Linked DNA regions of Bicyclus anynana: region 1 is linked to region 2. A link is a contact called in public Hi-C data. All regions are on one chromosome and are shown on one strand. Each heading gives the region's core, a stretch centred on a gene start, on an enhancer-like site or on the middle of the called end of the contact. The rest is flanking DNA. Distances are from core to core; before and after follow the strand shown. Region 1 has its middle 21 kb from the start of LOC128198645. Region 2 holds the start of LOC112053606.

The links. A called contact is a pair of places that touch in the nucleus more often than the background predicts.
Region 1: a contact with region 2 is called in a Hi-C map of whole body, with 5 times the contacts expected there. The contact joins the enhancer-like site here to the promoter of LOC112053606 in region 2. A contact is called at or near these places in 2 of 2 Hi-C or Micro-C datasets (whole body and whole larva).

Annotation. Positions count from the first base shown.
Region 1 is chr13:9,558,901-9,561,600 of ilBicAnyn1.1, forward strand. No RefSeq gene overlaps it. Among protein-coding and RNA genes, the nearest start is that of LOC128198645, 21 kb to the left of the region's middle. Within about 2 kb of position 1,416, at least 4 of the 8 cell types and tissues checked have open chromatin away from gene starts, as enhancers often do.
Region 2 is chr13:9,437,241-9,439,940 of ilBicAnyn1.1, forward strand. LOC112053606 reads right to left here and starts at 1,366. Exons shown (of 2, transcript XM_052884972.1): 1 at 1,135-1,366. The coding sequence starts at 1,231.

The DNA.
Region 1 (2,700 bases), core at 166-2,665, 120 kb after region 2:
GATATTTTAAAATGAATTCCATAGAAGAAAGAAAAAATCAGTATCTCATAGCTCGACCCAGGATTCGAACCCAGGACCTCTTGATGTGAAATCACCGAAACCAGGCTAACAAGTGGGTTAACGAGGCAGCGTGTAGTATGTTTTTACCTATTATATTTTTATTAAGTTTGTATTCATAGTTAGTTATCTAAAAAATCCTTTGATATTTGTTTCCCTACGAAGCGATTATGCTGAAGTCACATGAACGCCTATTAACAGCTTATCTCTGATCTCCAAGGTTCATTCATACAACGCGACCGCAGATCACTATCAGAGTATCAACCCTTAAAGCTTGCATTCCAGTTATAGCGAAGACTTTACACGTGAACTTTGTTGACGTGTAAATACCAATAAGGAAAGTTATAATTGAATTATCTACTTACTTAAAATGTAAAAAAAAAATACCGACTTAATTGAGAACCTCCTCCTTTTTGAAGTCGGTTAAAAATAAAATAATACCTGAGCATTATTTTATTTTTACGTCGAGGAAATATTTTGCAATCACATAGACGTAGAGGTACGTACGAAAAACGATGTTGGGTATAAAATACTAAATCTACACTTTTATTACTACACAATATATTAGAAAGAGGAAAAATTTGTATTTTTATACTATTGTATGTAACGAAAATACTGAACAACTACTAGACAATTTAAATAATCCTTTCACCAGCAGAAAGCTAAATTATCAGGGAGTAGCATAGTAAGTATATAGTATATACGATATTTTATATCCATACCAGCTGACGCCGCGTGGTTTCACCGGCGTGGTTCCCACTTCCGTAAGCCTTCTAATAATCTATCTTATCTTATCTTAGTAGTTCCTGAGATAAGCGCGTTCATGCTAACAAACAAACTCTTCAGCTTCATAATATTAGTATAGATTTACAGAAGAATGGGAACTACGTAGGTGAAACCACGATGTTCTGCTAGCTTTATACATAGAACAATTACTTTTTAACGTTCAGCCGGCATGAAATTGATATATATATATTTATGTAGTATAGGCTTACGCTTGACCACAATCAAGCCTGATGGAAAGCAATGATGAGGTCTAAGATAAAGCGCGCTTGCCTAGAAGATGCCTAGCCACTCTTGCCTTGAAGGTGCACAAATTATACGTGTCAGGAAACACAGACGCCGGAAGGGCATTCCATATTTTGGCAGTTCTTATTAGGAACGTTGACATCAAAGGGATGCCATTTTTCACGGCGTCTCGTCTTCTGTGGTAGAATGGGGACGGAGGAACTAGATCGTAAAGTTCCTGTGATATAAATTTCAGCTTTAAAATATCTTTGATCAAGTTATGTGTGCCGAGCTTTAGCATTCCGCCTGACCGCAGGCCGTCATACAATATGTCCAAACGATAGAACATTTTGTCCCCGCTTTGAAGTGGGCGATACTACGTGTAAACACGCTTCGCTCGCTCACGTTCGGCTTTATTGGCTCGATGAAATGCTTCGCTAGACGACGGGACAAATTAAAATACCGCAGACATTTCAATACAGTTCGGCATTTTTTTTGTCCTTGCTAACCGATTTTATAAAAGGATGATCTGTGTTTGACCTACATGTATATTCTAGATTATTAAAAAAAAAACTAGTAATACGGACATTTTGGCGGCCTCCGTGGCGCAGTGGTGTGCGCGGTGGATTTACAAGACGGAGGTCCTGGGTTCGATCCCCGGCTGGACCTTACGTGATCCAGGACTGGCTGGTGGGAGGCTTACGCCTTGGCTAGTTACCACCCTACCGGCAAAGATGTACCGCCAAGTGATTTAGCGTTCCGGTACGATGTCGTGTAGAAACAGAAAGGGGTGTGGATTTTCATCCTCTTCCTAACAATTTAGCCAGCTTCCATCTTAGATTCCATCATCACTTATCACTTAGGTAAGTTTGTAGTCAAAGGCTAAATTGTGAAAGAATTTTAAAAAAGATGCGAGTCGATACCAAAGTCTTCTCTTCTTCTTATTGGCCCTTGATTCATTGAAGAAAAAGCTTCTCAAGGATTGCATCTTTTCGCAATAACATTATTAACTGAAACGGCTATCCGAACGATAGTTTGACTCAACTTTGGCGTTCGTAACCAACGTTCAAGTATTTTTGATTTCATTCTGAGAGGAGACTCGAGCTCAGCAGTGATTAAAATATAGGTTGATACTGATGATCTGTTTTCAAAGCAATAAGTGAGCTGTCGATGTGGCGCCGCGGTTTCGTAGATGGCGCATACGCAATAGCCGATCGTGTCGGAGTCAACGCGTATAAATTAGGTGAACGCGAGCAGGATTAACAAAACTTCACCGCCCGACCAATATCGGTTTGTAGATCTTAGACTGTTTACACCATACGACCGCACGACAAATCGAATACTCTGTCACACTATCTGGCTGCCCGCTAGGCACGTTTATTAATTTTTTTTTGGAAAATTGTGTATTGTAATCCTTATGAATCAGCTTCGAAAATTTAAAAAATGTACAGGAATGACATTAGTTATCGACAGGTCACGTGATCAAGTTATCGATTGGATCTGCCATTCCCATACATTTCTCTACTTGTTAAAGTGTTAGCGCTTGTAAAAAGAGAATCGACGTACCACTTGGCCGAGCCAAGTGGTACGGATGCAGGGATGTACATGTACATACCTATTATTGTACGTTTTGTT
Region 2 (2,700 bases), core at 116-2,615:
CATAATGTGGATATTATTGCATTTATCTATGTACCTATATGTATACTGTATAGACTACTGAACCGATCTAAACAATCTTTCACCAATGGAAAGATACATTAAGAACGAGTAACATAGGCTATATTTTATCCCCATATCTTACGGGAATGGGTACTACGCGGATGAAACCGCTGGGTTCTGATAGTTGAGTATAAATTTAAACGTATTAAATTCAATTTATTTCATTAGTAGTTCGGGGTTTACCTTTAAATATAGTCACATTTGAACATATTACTCTTCGCTTTAATGTATATATTACGTGTATATTAATAGAATAATTATTGTACATTGAGTTATGCTTAATTGATTGTTCTCTCTTCTCATAGGATACCGTTCGATTGCAATTATCAAAAAATGTAGGTTTTATTTATTTCGACGATTTTTTATGATTATTTGTTGGCAATATTGTACTTACAGCTATCTGTTTACGTATTTATTTACGATAACTTTATTTAAATTGTCTATTAGGAAACGATGTTTGATGTTTTAGTTTTTACAAGCATCAAAGCGTGTCGTTGCCACCAGTAGGTCATTGTCAATCGGCGGCGAGCAATCGCATTCAGTAAAATTATCCGTAAAACTCTTATCGCAATTTTTAGCGGTGAATTCTCTTGCAACAGTTTTTTTGCAACATCGCTCAAGTTTTCCTTTCTTTTTTGCATATCAGTTCAAGTTCACAACACGGACCATTTATTTGCAGCAATGCGTGTGCAATTCGCCGTTAATAATAAACAATTCATTCTATTAATTAGTGATGTCTTTGTTAGTTCAGCAATTTCTTTTCATAGTTCACTGTTATAGCTAATTAATTGATGTTTTATTAACAAAGCCGGTTTTATTAATTGGTTTTGGTATTATGTCAGGTTAAATGACAGATGTTTTTTACCATCCAGAACAAATTTTTATTAAAATATTTTATGGAACAATAGAATAGTCTAAGCTGACATAAATCGAAATATATAACTTAAAAAATAAATCTTCTTATGTAGTAATTTGTTCATTTTTGTAGGCTTTTGTGTGCAATGGAAAAAATCGCAGAATAGAGAAAATTTCAAAATATGTCTAAAAGAAAGTATTGTTGTGAGTATGACTTACCATCGATCTTTGGAATCCATTTCGAGTTTCCCGCAGGTACGGCGACCGCTGCAGAAACCATAAGAAACAGGACAATAATCCTCACACAGGCACCCATTTTATTGTTTATTTATTTTTCTTTTTAATTTATTTTATTGTCTTTCACGACGCAACTATCTCCCCCGTGTCGGCCGGTCACATTTGCGTCTATACGTACGATATCTACCGCGTGCTGTCAACAACTGAACTCGAGCGAACACTACTGGTGTACTTTCTACCAGCTGGCTGTAGGTGCAATCGAAGCATCGCGCGTGCTTGCCCATTGTGCTTTGTACTGACGGCTTATCAATAAGAAAGCAATAATTGACGTAGGGCGGATCGGTGAGTAATCGAAATTTAAGTAATTTGTATTTCGAACTGACAATTAGGCAATGCAACATTTGATAACATACTTTTTGGTTGATTAAGGCACAGTTAGGTGGCAACTCCTCGTATCGAAACTCAGTCCACGTGGAATTCAAATTTTGTCATTTTTGTTTACGTGTGATCTCAATGACACTAAATATATTTCAGAGATTGTGAGCAGGAGCTTAAGCTAGTACCACCGTCATATTAGTGCATCATTGGCAATGCAAAACATAGGTTAGTTGTGACTTTCTTACGATTTTATTATAATGATACGTTCCCAACGTGCTGGAATGGTGACCCCACACTAGAAAGCGCAGTGTTGGTTGATCCTTCAACGAGTGGACTGATGAGATCAAGCAAATTGCAAGTCGCTGGATGCAGGCGACTCAGGACCATGGTGTTTGGAAGTCCCTACAAAAGGCCTATTTCGTGCAGTACGTCCATTGGCTGATATGATGATGATTATGATGAATAAGTGTTCAGGTAGGTGTATGCGATTGTTTTTTACTTAACGTCAGATAACCCTTATGTTTGTTACATCAACTCCTATTGCAAAAAATAATATAAATACAAAAATAAATCTATTCATAGGCACTCTGAGTTGATTGTAAATAGTTATGGAAAAGTGGGAAAACTTTCCAATTTCTCTACAACATTTTCATTTATTAAGCAAATTAAATGCAAACTCTTTTTGGCGCGTTTTTTCTGTAAGTGAAATATTCGTACGGTATTCCAAAGTTGGAAAAAAATGATAACTTCTTCAGTAACAGATTTGGCAGTAGGTATAATAGCAAGAAAATAAATTTTTATGCAATTTGTTATTGCATAAAAAACTATTTATTTGCAATAGATGTTATCTATATTGTTCTAATTAAAAATATCAAGATGCTAACTGCGAGTAATAGACTCTGTTTTGTAATAATAGGTACTTAACGTATTAAAAAAATATTGCTTTGCTGCCTTTTATGTTCCACTACCAGCTTTTCATTTTCATTTCATTCAGACCGGTAGCCGGCATTTTACATTTTGGCGGTTTTTATTATAAAGTTGATGCAAAACGTTGATGCCATTTTTCACAGCATCTCCCTGTTCTGTGGAGATGGAGGATTTTAGTAGATTGGAAAGTTTCTGTGCACACTCTTCAAAGTATATCCCAAAAAGTATTCCTTAGGGTTCCGT